Regions from separate parts of the Mus musculus genome. Here region 2 is linked to region 1. Evidence: chromatin contacts called from public HiChIP or PLAC-seq data. All regions are on one chromosome and are shown on one strand. Each heading gives the region's core, a stretch centred on a gene start, on an enhancer-like site or on the middle of the called end of the contact. The rest is flanking DNA. Distances are from core to core; before and after follow the strand shown. Region 1 has its middle 37 kb from the start of Gm33969. Region 2 holds the start of A730035I17Rik (RIKEN cDNA A730035I17 gene).

Evidence for each region. HiChIP or PLAC-seq counts read pairs in DNA pulled down with a chosen protein or histone mark.
Region 2: a contact with region 1 is called in an H3K4me3 HiChIP or PLAC-seq map of embryonic basal ganglia, with 5 times the contacts expected there. The contact joins the promoter of A730035I17Rik here to the enhancer-like site in region 1. A contact is called at or near these places in 6 of 39 promoter capture datasets (the 3T3-L1 cell line, 3T3-L1-derived adipocytes, cranial neural crest and 2 more), 1 of 15 datasets of contacts at CTCF or cohesin (pro-B cells), 3 of 484 Hi-C or Micro-C datasets (cerebral cortex, cortical neurons and ventral hippocampal neurons) and 10 of 115 datasets of contacts at active chromatin or transcription factors (astrocytes, craniofacial prominence, differentiating embryonic stem cells and 7 more).

What each region holds. Positions count from the first base shown.
Region 1 is chr5:97,285,210-97,292,374 of GRCm38.p6, forward strand. No RefSeq gene overlaps it. Among named protein-coding and RNA genes, the nearest start is that of Gm33969, 37 kb to the right of the region's middle. Within about 2 kb of position 4,637, at least 18 of the 459 cell types and tissues checked have an H3K27ac peak or open chromatin away from gene starts, as enhancers often do. A contact at or near this core is called in cortical neurons, embryonic basal ganglia and hippocampal neurons, where this site is marked.
Region 2 is chr5:98,183,139-98,190,303 of GRCm38.p6, forward strand. A730035I17Rik (RIKEN cDNA A730035I17 gene) reads right to left here and starts at 2,846. Exons shown (of 3, transcript NR_153823.1): 1 at 1,906-2,846; 2 at 1,580-1,630; 3 at 1-414. It overlaps Prdm8 (PR domain containing 8), which reads left to right. Exons shown (of 4, transcript NM_029947.2): 2 at 151-371; 3 at 1,323-1,551; 4 at 1,886-4,310. The coding sequence starts at 153. The coding sequence ends at 3,504.

The DNA.
Region 1 (7,165 bases), core at 3,387-5,886:
GGATAGATCATAGGCTATCAAAGAGGAATTTAAACAATGTGATTTCCCCCATTGCTTACTTAAACAATGTGTGTATATCTTATTTTCACAACTTTTGAATTTATTCTGATTTTTTTTCTTCTTTCATTTATTCTTCCAGTAATAAGACACGATGGTAGATTGATGTTTCACCCTGTGTTTTCCTCCTCAACATGGGCTCATAAGGGTGAAGTGTGTGTTCATAGATTTTATTTTTTGAAGATTCCTCATGGTCTGGGTTAATTTTTCTCCCCCCATCATGGGATAGATCTCATCTTTACTTTTCTTATGCACCAGAGAACACCACCAAAATCCTGCTGCATTTCTGAGATTACATTTTAATGCAGGATTATTCTTTCCAGCTGAATCTTCCCTGGATTACTTGGATTGCCAACTGATATTAAGCAAACATATAAATCAATAACCAGGAAAGTTTGATGGGTTCTTAGGAAGATCATGACTATTATTTGTAAATTATGTCATAAGTGATGTTCATGAAACAGACTAGTCATTGCTTCTTTCCCTTCATATGTGGGTCATTGCTAAGGTCTGGAATATTCTACTGTACTCTAGCCCTTGTTAGTCTATTTCTGCACTTCTTGGGGAGTGTTAGGGACCAAAGCCCTGGACCTGTGAGATGGCTCAGTTGAGTTCAATTTCCAGAACCCACAAGGTGAGAAGAGAGAACTGACTTCTTCCAATCATGTTCTGTCCTCCCCATTGACACTGAAGCAGGCACGTGCCCATACACATACATACACACATGCACACATGCATACAAATAAGTAATACAATGTAAATTTGAACCTAGGGATTTCTGCATGTTAGAAAAGCCTATTACCAGCCTGTTAGTCATTCTCATTAAAAATACTTTTATTAGTTTTATGAGAATTTTTATATGTGTTCTGATCAAATTCATCCAACTTGGTGATATTTTCTTCTCAATCAATACAAATGGTGCTGCCCCAATATCCTTGGATGTGTGGCCTTCCACTGGAATGTGGTCAGCTTACTAGGGGCTATATTCCTAGAGACTTTTTCTCTCCCAGCACCAAATAGTTGCCACTAGATTCGCAACTAGGGTTGGGACTTGGTGTACAGTTTCCTGCTCTATGCAGACATTTGGTCTGGTTTGGACTTGCTCAGGTCTTGTGCACTGTCCCAATGGTTGTGAGTTCATAGGTATTGCAGTCCTGCTGTGCCCTGAAAATGTTTCCCGTAGTCATCCAATGCCTCTGGCTCTTGTAATCTTACTCCCTCCTCCTCTGTAACGGCCCCTACACCTTCAGAGAAAGAGGGGCAGTATATGTGTTCTATCTACAACTGAGCATTCTACAGTCTCTTCTCTGTATTTTGGCCAGTTGCAGGTTTCTGTGCTAACCACCATCTACTACTAATAGATGCTTTTTGATGAGATTAAGATATACATTATGGGTATAATGACAAGTCATTTAGAGTCAGTTTAATAATATATCTACTTATTAGAATAATAATAATGTTTTCCCCAAGGGCCTAGAACTAGTCTCTGTCGATCCATTAGTTCTTGGACAGATAGGAGGCTGGGTGTGAGTTTCAACAATCTACTCAGAAAATGGTTAGTTACTCCCAAGATGCCAGCAACACCATTGCAAGAGAAGGCATAAGTCATGAGGCTGGTCATTGTAGTTCACAACTAAGACTGGGGATTACTTCTCTGGTAGTTCTATAGACCACTAAACATCATAGGTTAACAATTCCAAAAGAGATAACCCACCCCTAGGAGGGGCATTGCTGATCTGTTACTCAGCAATTCTATTTTAGGAATTTGTATGTATTGTGTATGCATGTATGTTTGTGTGTGTGTGTGTGTGTGTGTGTGTGTGTGTGTGTGTGTGTGTGTGTATATATATATATATATATATATATATATATATATATATATATATATATATATAGAGAGAGAGAGAGAGAGAGAGAGAGAGAGACATTAGGAAGCATCTAAAGTAGTAGATTTCCATTTGACTTCTTCCTGAGGTCTTTGGTATTGTGCATCCCTCTGGTATTCCCTCCTGTACTCTGCCCTCCCCTCCTCAACCCCAGCACAAGCCTTCCCATCCTGTTGTTCCCCTTTCACCACATACACCAGTGTGTTCTGCCTCCCCTCCTCAGAAAGACCCTCCCCATGGCCCTTAGTAGTTTTCTGGGCTCCAAAGGTATACCAAAAATATGCATATCTGAAAATTCAAAACTAACACCCTCCAATGAGAGTAAATGTGAGACACATGTCTTTCCAGGTTCGAGTCCTCAGCTAGAAGGATTGCTTCCAGCTCTGCCAACTTACACATGAATTTTATTTTTCTTAGTAGCTGAATATTTCAGAGTAAATGCCCACATGTTCATTACCCATTTATCTGATGGTGGGCGGTTCTGTTGTTTAGATTTCCGTGATGTTGTGAAGAAAGCAGCAAAGAATGTAGGTGAGCAGCTGTCTCTATTGCAGAATATTTAGAGAGTCCTTTGGACAGATGCCCAAGAGTGACATAGCTGCATCCTGAGGTAGAGCTATCTTTACTTTTGTGTTGACCCTCCACATTGGCTTCCATAGTGGCTGTGCCAGTTTGTACCTTCACCAGCAGTGAGCAGTGTTTTACTTAACCACAGCCACAGCATTTGTTGTGGATGTCTGTTTGTTGTTTGTTGTTTTTGTTTCTTTTTTGTCTTAGCCATTCTGACTGGGATAAAATGAAATTTCAAAATGGTCCTATTTTGCACTTCTCTGATGGCGAAGGACGTTGAACATTTTTACCAAGTTCCTCTGTGTTAGTCCCTTTCTGAATGCACACTTGTAGCTACAAGAAAAGAGGGGGTCTTCAGAATCCTTTCCTTCCTGGGACCACAGTGACCATTTCCAGGTCAGCCAGGCTCGGCAGCACCCTCTTCCAGGACAATAGCTTTGTGCCATGATTCAATAGCGCTCTCCAAGAGGAGCATGTCAGCAACTCTGGAAACACTGGTCAGTTTTGTGATGTGCATTGAACATCACCAATTACCTATGGCATTTCTATTTTTTTTCAAAATTTTTATTAGATATTTTCTTCATTTACATTTCAAATGCTATCCTGAAAGTCCCCTATACCCTCCCCCAGTCCTGCTCCCCAACCCACCCACTCCCACTTCCTGGCCCTGGTATTCCCCTCTACTGGGTCATATAATCTTTGCAAGACCAAGGGCCTCTCTTCCCAACGATAGCCGATTAGGCCATCTTCTGCTACATATGCAGCTAGAGACAAGAGCTCAGGGGGTACTGGTTAGTTCATATTGCTGTTCTTCTTATAGTGTTAGAGACCCCTTCAGCTCCTTGGGTACTTTCTTTAGCTCCTCTATTGGAGGCCCTGTGTTCCATCTAATAGATTACTCTGAGCATCCACTTCTGTATTTGCCAGGCACTGGCATAGCCTCACAAGAATCAGCTATATTAGGGTCCTGTCAGGAAAATCTTGCTGGCATATGCAATTGTGTCTGTCTTTGGTGGTTGATTATGGTATGGATCCCTGGATGAGGCAGTCTCTGCATGGTCCTTCTTTCCATCTCAGCTCCAAACTTTGTCTCTGTAACTCCTTATATGGGCATCATTTCTATTTTAATTCATTTAATTCATATGTAATTTACTTTTATAACCTAGAATAGTTTATATCGTGCCAAGGAGCTAGCTCTGTGAGTAAAATGCTATGCACACATGAAGACCTGAGCTAGGATTCCCCTAAATGCATGTTCAAGCTGCATGTGATGTCATACCGGGTGCTGAGAGGCTGAAAGGAGTAATTCCTAGGGGCTTGCTGACCCAGCCTAGCTAACTCAGCAAGCTCAGAATTCAAGGAGAGAGTCTGTCTCAAAGAACAAGATGGAGAAGGAATTGGGGAAGAGATCCTGGTATCAACATTTGACCTCCACACAAGCCCTCACAGGTGAATACACACACACACACACACACACACACACACACACACACACACGCACGCACGCACGCACGCACGCACGCACGCACGCACGCACGCACGCACGTGCACACATGCACACATGCACACACGTTTATATCCACATATACAACTTATACACAACCTGCAGGAAAACACACTTCTTCTCTTTCTAGGTAAAACGGTATGCAATCTGGGCATAAACAGGCTTGAGGATGTTGATGAAACGTCATCTGCAAGTGTAACTAATATGATCTCATATTTAAATGATTCACAAATAAATACCACGGTTGGATTTAGACACCAGATGTCAAACCACACAGTAATGCAGATACAGTTGCTTGCTTCCCTGTCACTGGTCGCCAGGAAGAAACAGATGGTTAAAAAGATATGTAACTGAGGCAAGGCATGGAAATAGGAAACCATGGAGCAGAAATTCTGCCATTTAAGTAACAGTAATTTTCTAGTCTGGAAAACCTGGCTGTTTATACCTCTACTTATGCACTTACGCAGTTTAAATGTGAAACATGGCAAAAATAGTCCAGGCAAGGCTGGCAACTTGCAAATTTTGCAATGCATAATTGCATCTCAACAATCTCTGAGGCAGACGCACAGCAGTAAAAAGTAAACACTTGCATGCAGTTGAACACAATTACATGCTGCTTAGTGCCTACGCTCATTACTGCTTCAGAAGGGGCTCTGTGAACTTGTGCTCTAACTAGTAGGTCAGGCGAAATGCAAATCAGGACTAAATTTGAAAGCAAGTGACAGAAAACCCAGATACAATTTAGACTGGGAGTCTATAATTTGGCTTTTTAAAAATAAGCCTTAGCAAGAATCATCCTCATTACAATAATGGCTTGATTATTCTGCACAACTTGTTTGTAATTACGGACCCTCTTTTAAAGCTGATTTTAACAGGAAATAAGAGCATGCTGAGAGAGAAGGAGAAAGAAAGGGGGGGGGAGAGAGAGAGAGAGAGAGAGAGAGAGAGAAAGAGAGAGAGAGAGGGAGAGGGAGAAAGGGGGGGGAGAGAGAGCATGCGAGTGAGCTTTGTGGTTGGTCAGTTGCTATAATTAGTGCTGCAGGTGCATATGCGTATTACAAAAGATATGTGCCTTGACTTAAGCCTTTTAAGCTTACATTCCTGTCATTGGAATTGAAAATCCCAACCAGTCTATTATTCTCAAGAATTCATTATAATAGAATTTTTAATGAGGGTGTCTATGGGGCTTTGTTCCTGGTGTTTCCATAGTAAGGCTAGGGTCTTCTGCCTCTTTTATGGTCAGGTGACCATGAAATGTGAGCTACAGCTGCTACAGGGCATGTCCCTGCTGGTGCTTAATTTATAGCAAGTACACATTTTACTGCTAATGTGTTTCTCATCCATCCTTCTAATATTTATGGGGGGAACCACACTAGGGAGGCATAGATTCAGTTAAGGATGCTGGATTAGGTGAGTTTGAATCTCTTACTGGGTATGTAACTTTGAGTCTCAGTGCCTCAATTTCCCCCTTTTTAAAGTAAGGAAAGTTTGCCTGAGTGTGTGGCTCACGCCTGTAACATCATCACTTGGGTGGTCATTGCAGCAGGATTACCAGTAGTTAGAGGACAGGCTTAGATTATGTCATGAGTTCTAGGCTAGAGTGAGACTCAGGTGCCATTTACCCCACAAAAGGATAATTTTGTTAATAATAGGACATAGATGTTGTGAAATTTAAATAAGTCAGACATTTCAAGAGTGCAGGATTGTCCCAATCACATGTTTCTGTGCTGTCTGCTGTTGTCATCTGGTGGCTCTTGCAGACACAGAGGTGAGTAAGACAGCCTTGGTCCCTTCCCTCATAAACCATAAATTCTGGAGAAATGATAAGGCTATTGATCATTTACTTAATCACATTCTTGATAAGCATAAAAGGGAGAAACAGATTTTCTTTTCTTTCATAAAAGACTTTCTCTGGACAGTGTTCTGCCTTACAGAAGGGGGTGGTGTTTGAGATGGGAGGGATGGATAGGTGTTACTTAGGAGAGGAAACATCAGGAGAGTGTGAAGAAAGTTGGCTTGCACACAGAAGCCATGGGAGAGACAGAAGGCTTAGTGCTGAGAACTCAGAGTTAGAGATCCTGTGGCAGGGAACAAACTCAAACAGCAACTCCCACCCTGTGAGTTTTCTTGTCATCGATTGGTGTTCATCTTTCATTTAGACTCCTAGGTCCTTTGTGAAACTTTCACCCAGGAGGCTCAGGGCAGAATCTTTGGCTTTGCAATATTGCATGTCTGTTTTCTGTCTAATTCCCAACAGCGATGTTTTCTGGAAATCAACTAAATATCACAACTGAAAACTATGTTAATAAAGATGTCACATGCTATATATGCGTACATAATACATGAGGATTTATATACAGTTATATGAACTATATAACAAAAATTGGCATCATATTGTATGTAGAATTTGTCCTTCTTCTTCTTCTTCTTCTTCTTCTTCTTCTTCTTCTTCTTCTTCTTCTTCTTCTTCTTCTTCTTCTTCTTCTTCTTCTTCTTCTTCTTCCCATGATTTTTTTTCTGTGTATGTGCGTGCGTATGTTGGTGTGCATTCCTGTGTCTAGAGACCTAAGGACAACCTCAAACGTTCCTTAGAAACCACCTTCACTTTTCCACAGGGTTTCTTGCTGGCTTGGAGCCTGTCAAGTTGACTGAGCTGCTTGGCTGGCCATCAGATCCCAGTGATTATCTTGTTTCAACCTTCTTCGTGCTGAAATTTCGAGCAAACACTGTACCCAGTTTTTCCATGTTGGGTTTGGGGCTCGCACACTGCACTTGGGTGCTTCTGCTTGCATGACAAACGCTTCACTGATTGACCCATCTCCCTGCCCCTCCTGACGCTTTATTAGCTTTTTCTTCTGTTGGTATTCTTTCAACATAAATTTTAAATCATTAAAAAATACAATGTACAGTTGTTCATTTATTTGTTCAACATTTGGATTGCTCACAAGATTTTATATTATAATAATGCCATAAGGTACTCCTCTGTAACTATAAGGAAATCTCCCTGCTCAGTTTCAGAGAAACAGTGGTTCTCTAACAAGGACTTACTCTTTTCTTGGGAATGTTGTTTAGAGATGGGCCAAGGCCACTCTACAAAATTAGTGGAGATTGTGGGTCTCAGTAAATTTCAACAGTGCTCAGTATTGCT
Region 2 (7,165 bases), core at 1,596-4,095, 900 kb after region 1:
AGATTGATCGGCTTTATTTTTAAAGTAGGAGCTATGTAAAAAAGCCGGCAAGTGCAAAGAAAATATGTCTGGTAGCGGAAACGCTCTGCCGAGGTTCGTAGCAGAAAAGGCAATAACAACTCTCTTCTCGTCCTGGGTATCTGTCTCCAGTGATGGAGGATTCAGGCATCCAGAGAGGCATCTGGGATGGAGATGCCAAGGCTGTCCAACAGTGTCTGACAGACATTTTTACCAGTGTATATACAACCTGCGACATCCCAGAGAACGCCATATTCGGTCCCTGTGTACTGAGCCATACTTCCCTGTATGACAGCATAGCCTTCGTAGCCCTCAAGTCCACGGACAAGAGAACAGTACCTTACATCTTCCGGGTGAGTCTCAGCAAGTGTGATGGAGGTGTCTGAGGGTAATTTCCTGTTGGGAGTGAGGAAGGAGACATCCTAAGGACAATGTAATCATCTGAGCAGTCAGAGCAGAGCGAACACAACAAAAATTAGAAAAGAAAAACTAGATTCAAATCATCAAGTGATTTTACTGAGAAAAAGAAAAAGACAATGCCAAGGTTGCCTGAATCGGTACTCTAGTTCTGGGTTCCCTAGATTAGGGCTTCCTAAATTGCTAAGGAGACCTTGTTAGTACTGGGGCTATTTACATATTAAGTAGTCCTTGAGAGAACTTTTACAAGTATTGAGTATATTTATTTTGTAACCTGGGAGGTCTCCCCATCGCCTGATTATTGCTTTCTTTAGTTAACATTAGCTAGTGTTCAGAGTTTGTATTTAAATTAAAACGTTAATTGTTTTGGCAGCAAAGCATCTATAATCCACGTTTGTGTTTGTAACAGGCCTCTTTCTTCCTAGTAGTTCTTTTTTTATTAATTATTTTATTTATTTACATGCTAAATGTTACTCCCAGTTTCCCCACCCCAGAGTTCCTAGTCTTTCATCATGAAGTAAAGCTGTTAGTCCTTCATGTCAGTTAGGAAGATGGGCGTGAGTGCCATAGAATAATTACTAAGACCCGAACTTGCCTTTTACTTCTGAAACACGGGAAATTTCCTCTCCTTTTGTCATGTGAGGTAACTGAAAGGGAGATTCTAAAGAGGCTACTCTGTAAGACTGACCCAATATTGCAAAGGATGGCCACTGTGCCCATTGACCACAAATGCAGGGATGCAGTTCGACTTTGGTCAACTTTTGCAAACTTGGTTTCAGATAATTGTTTGGAAAGAACAAAAGCCAGACAGATGAAATATCTCTGGTTTCTCTGGTTGCCGTCTTTCACGTGGATCCCTCTCTTCTTGTCTTTCTTAAATACTGTAGGTAGACACTTCGGCGGCAAATGGTTCCTCAGAAGGTCTCATGTGGCTGCGGCTGGTCCAATCAGCCCGAGATAAGGAAGAACAGAATCTCGAAGCTTATATAAAAAATGGACAGCTGTTCTACCGCTCTCTCCGCAGGATTGCCAAAGATGAAGAGTTACTAGTTTGGTACGGGAAAGAACTGACTGAATTGCTCTTGCTCTGCCCGTCTAGAGCTCACAAAATGAACGGTAGGTTGGCTCGGGTGCCTGGGCTCACCTTGCACATCATAGGGTGGACGAAGCTTCTGAGGTGTTGTCCCGAATGGAACTAGGACAGAAGGGGAAGGAAAAGTTGGGGAGCGTTTGACTTAGTAAATGCACAAATCAAGAAAGTAAGTTGCACCAAATAGGATAGTGTATTCATTTTTTTGGGCACTCAGCCCAGAAAGATAAAGTGGATTTGTTATGGGGAGGATGGCTAAGTGGCCTAGGGGCGATGCTAACTAACCATGTGGGGTGTGTGTGTGTGTGTGTGTGTGTGTGTGTGTGTGTGTGTGTGTGTGTGTGTTTGCTCACTAAGCAGGGTCGTCTCCTTACACATGCCTGGAATGCAGCCAACGTTTCCAGTTTGAGTTCCCCTATGTGGCACATCTGCGATTCCGCTGCCCCAAGAGACTTCACAGCACTGATGCGAATCCCCAAGACGAGCAAGGGGGCGGCTTGGGCACTAAGGACCACGGCGGCGGCGGCGGTGGTAAAGAGCAACAGCAGCAGCAACAGCAGCAGCAACAGGAGGCGCCGTTGATCCCGGGCCCCAAGTTCTGCAAAGCCGGCCCCATACACCACTACCCCGCGTCATCCCCGGAGGCGAGCAACCCGCCGGGCTCCGCGGGTGCCGGCAGCGCCAAGCCGTCCACGGACTTCCACAACTTGGCTCGGGAACTGGAAAACTCCCGGGGAAGCAGCAGTTGCGTAGCGGCCCCGGGCGTCGGCAGTGGCGGCAGCGGCCACCAGGAGGCGGAGCTGAGTCCCGACGGCGTCGCCACCGGCGGCTGCAAAGGCAAGAGGCGGTTCCCAGAGGAGGCGGCGGCGGAGGGCGGCGGCGCGGGGCTGGCGGGCGGCCGTGCGCGCTTCTCCGAGAGGCCGCTGGCGACCTCCAAGGAGGAGTTGGTGTGCACGCCGCAGCAGTACCGCGCCGCCGGCAGCTACTTCGGCCTGGAGGAGAACGGCCGGCTCTTCGCGCCGCCCAGCCCGGAGACTGGCGAGGCGAAGCGCAGCGCCTTCGTGGAGGTGAAGAAGGCGGGCCGCGCGGTGGGCTTGCAGGAGGAGGCGGCGGCGACAGACGGCGCAGGGGGCACGGCCGAGGACCCCGACGCGGGAGGCGGTGTCGCCGGCGGCGGCAGCAACGGCTCGTCCACCCCCGCGGCGGGGTCGCCTGGGGCCCCCGAGAAGTTGCTGGCTCCGCGTCCCGGAGGCTCTCTGCCCGGACGGCTGGAGGGCGGGAGCCCCGCGCGCGGCAGCGCCTTCACCTCGGTGTCGCAGCTGGGCGGCGGTGGCGGCGCGGGGACCGCGGGGACTGCGGGGGGCTCGGGGGGCGGCCAAACGGCCGCATCGGACGAGCGGAAGAGCGCCTTCTCGCAGCCCGCGCGCTCCTTCTCGCAGCTGTCCCCGTTGGTCCTCGGCCAGAAGCTGGGCGCTCTCGAGCCGTGTCACCCGGGAGACGGCGTGGGTCCCACCAGACTCTACCCGGCCGCCGCCGATCCGCTGGCTGTGAAGCTGCAGGGGGCAGCGGACCTGAACGGAGCCTGCGGGCCCCTGGCGAGCGGCGGTGGCGGTGGCTTGCCCAAGCAGAGCCCCTTCCTCTACGCCACCGCCTTCTGGCCCAAGAGCTCGGCTGCGGCGGCAGCGGCGGCGGCGGCCGCCGCCGGGCCCCTGCAGCTGCAACTGCCCTCCGCGCTCACCCTGCTGCCGCCCTCCTTCACTTCGCTGTGTCTGCCCGCGCAGAACTGGTGCGCCAAATGCAACGCCTCCTTCCGCATGACCTCCGACCTGGTGTACCATATGCGGTCTCACCACAAAAAGGAGTATGCCATGGAGCCCCTGGTGAAGCGGCGGCGGGAGGAGAAACTCAAGTGCCCCATTTGCAACGAGTCCTTCAGGGAGCGTCACCACCTGTCCCGGCACATGACCTCGCATAATTAATTGTTGCGTAAAAGACTCCGGCTTTCCACGCGTGTGCACGCACAGTCAAGCCACCTGCAGGAGCAGACACGCGAGGATGACATCCACCACTACCTTATGCCCCCAAACACTGCAACCAAACACGTGCACACACAGGTCCCTCCCCTCGCCAGGAGCCTCATCATCCAAATGTTTAATTTCACACACACACACACACACACACACACACACACACACACACACGCACGCACGAACGCACACACGGACGCACGCACACGATGCACAGGATGGTGGATTTTGGATTGGGTGGGTTGTTTGAGCGGGGTTTTCTTTTGAATGCACGAATTTTCACTTTCCCAAAAACAAAAGTACATTTTTAAAAAAATGTCATATATTGCAACATATTGATGCATTTGTCATACGTTTCTACTTAAATTATTAAGCACTTATGGTTTAGATGTAATAATTATATGTAAGGACAAAGTTTATTTTAGATATAAAGTAATGGAGGAAGAGGAGATGCGTTCTGCATTTCCTGATGACAGCTGTGTTCTTACAAAAATAAACAAAATGGATAAAAAGGGGGGCGCCATTCGGTTTAAGTTTCCAGGGGGAAGTGCATGTATCATGAAATGATTATGGACTTCAGTGAAGAATGTCATCAATGATGTAAATATGTATTCCCTTTTAATACAAAGTGTAATTTTGTGCCAGTGACATGGAGTCTGAATAGTTATGTGTTTCTTCTATCCCTAAGAGATTTATTAAACGGTATAGTTTATCCAGGTATGTTGGATGCTTTGACAATAAATAACTATTTTCCTCAAAGCAAATATTTGGAAAGTTTACAAAAAATATTTTTAGGTCAGTATAATACTTTGGATAGTTGATGCCTTTTCGTTGACTCCTTGAAAAGAAGCAAGGAGACCACAGCTTCCTCTGCAGGTATTAACTACAAGCCAGTTTTGAGCCTAAGGGTGTTGATTGTCACTTGAAGATTCTCTATCTGAAAGGTGTTGGGTTTAAGGATCAAGGACAAATCACTTAGGTGCAGTAATTGCCATACAGGTTCCCTGTCAGAACTTTGTAGGTGTCTCTTCCAGAAGGAAAAGAATTACTCTCCACATAAGTGACCAATCTGCATTTTTTAAGCCCACTTTAGGATCTAGTAGTGATACTTCCCCCAAGGGATGTCCTACATTCTAGAACTTCAAGCTTCCTATCATCCATTAAGGACACATAGAGAATCTATCAAGTAATACAATTTGAAAGACCGAGGTTTGCTGATGGTATATCAAAGGCCTCCGTGTCCACACATGTCTATCTGGGAGTGATCCTGAGACAAAGATACCGAGGAACCAACTGGTTCTTTATGAAAAGTCGCTGTCATCTTGGCTTCTGACTTCAGTTCTTAGAGAACATCATGTTTGTGTCTGGTGTACACTGAAGCCTCTACACTAAAAACCAAATGACCAATGAGCCTTCTTTGCAGCAACCTCACCCCCACCAACACACACACACACACACACACACACACACACACACACACACACACACCTCTCTCTCTCTCTCTCTCCTTCCCTCCCCTCCCCCCTCCCCCCATTGAACCCTTAACTACACCTCCCTTTTTGTTGATTTCCCCCTTCCATGTGAAGGATGCTTGTGGAGAGATCTCTAGTGGGAACTTCACACATGTCTTCATCTCAAGGCTTTTCAAAAACTTTCCCTAAAGGATTTTGAAGCCTTCATTGTTTTAAGGCCACCAGACAGCAAGTTGCATTTAGAACAGGGACCCTGTTGTAGGGGTGATAAATGTATTCAGGGAATATGGCCACTTTGGTGGAAAAGCTGTTTGTCTACCTTGGAGTCATTCGAATACTATTTTGGCACTATAATCCTTTGAGGCCTGCTTTCAGTTTCCCCACATAGTCTGATGACTTTACACTCAACCTGCTCCAAGTGTAAGTAAGGAAAGGATGGTCCAAAACGTACTGGTTTTGCCTCTGCTAATGTTAGCTGGTGTTGTCATTGGTCACATCATTTGGTGTACCTGTGGATTGCTTATGTCTTCTAGAAAACCAGGGAAGCACATTCCAGTGTCTTCAAATTACGTCTAGCACAGAAGAGAGTTTTTGTTTCTTTTGTTTTTCCCAGTGAAACAAATAATTGGACCTAACGAGAGATTTCTCAAAAACGCCCAAGATGAGTTGTGAGGAAAACTGAGCAGCAGGAACATGGGACGATACTTAGGTGTGAAGAGAAAATAGTCCTTTGGTGTTGCCTACACCACAGTGTCCGACGGATTGAACTCTATGCTTGGGATGCTGCTGTAGTATTACTGGAACAGAAATTTATTAAAAATGAGCAAGCACAGGCCATCTTGGGAATTACCTTTAAGGAAAAAAAAATACTTGAATTTGCTTTCCTATTCTATCCGATCCTTCTGAAACTTCAACTTTCACTTAAACAGCTTCATTATCAGTGGGAATTCAGACAGAAATGAATTGTCTGGGAAAAGTTCAGCGAATACTGCTCCTGGAAAGGGGTTTCCGAAGGGCACGCGCAGAAAAGCTAGTTCCTTCACTATTCTCTTTGGTTTGGCTATTATCTTACACTTGCCTTCAAGCAGAAGGTCTCCCAATGGATGAATTATCTCCTAGGCGATCCAGGTAGGCAAATACGTTAGTTAGTTCCGGGGTTGGCTATGCAGATCGTTCTGTGCACAAACCCTTTTGGCGGGAGTAGTAGGGGAAGGATGCCCAAAACTAACTTACCATTAGCCAAGGCAAACTTTGTTTTCCTTTAAGGGGGCACTGTCAGATGCACAGCGATCCTTTCCCAGAAGAGAGCTTCTAGAATTCCAAATCTCCCCTTGCTGAGGTCATTGGCTGAAGCGGTGTTAATGCCTGCACGCAGCTGCGGAGGAAACCAGGTCACGGGGCTCCGCGGCAAGCTGGCTCCACAAATTTCATGCCAGGTGTCCCAAGCTTCCAGGCCACGCAGGTGGCCTGAGCTTTGAGTGTCCTGCCGGAAAAGCAGGTCACAAAGTCAGCCAGTTGCGTCCCAGCATTTGTTTTATCCCAGTCGCTGGAATCATGCCCGGGAAGTGATCTGGCATCTGGGGTCTCCTTCTCTAAACATTTGCGCATGGAGGAGCCCATATGTTACAGGGTGTCTTTATGGGGTGCAGCATTCACCCACGGGCCTGCAGAACAGGGAAGGGGCAGGAAGGGACGCACGTGTATCCGCTGGAATGTACAGCACTGGAGAGTTAAGTCCGAAACGAAATCTTATCTGGGAAAGTTACCAAGTCCTAGCAGCCTTGAGCTGGCATCCCGAGTACTCCCCGAGCCTGGAGTGTGGCAGTCTCAGTAGGGCAGGAACTAGTTGCAAACACAGGCTGTGCTCTGCTACCCAAATTGAGTGATGGGTCCTGCGTAGGATCTCTGAACTGTGGCTTCCTATCCCCTGCTAAACTTATCCCTGATAGCTTCAGTCATTTAGGCGATTTTGCCAGTGAACGTTACCTCTAATGGGAAATTGTTGAACAAACAAGGACCAGAAAAGTCCAGAAAGGGACGAAGTGCCCTTTCCCCCTCCTCCTGGGCGAATTTGAGAACTGAAGTCCCTGAGCAACCTCACCTGGGGGCGGGCGGGGGGAGGGGAGGTCCAGTTCTTCCTC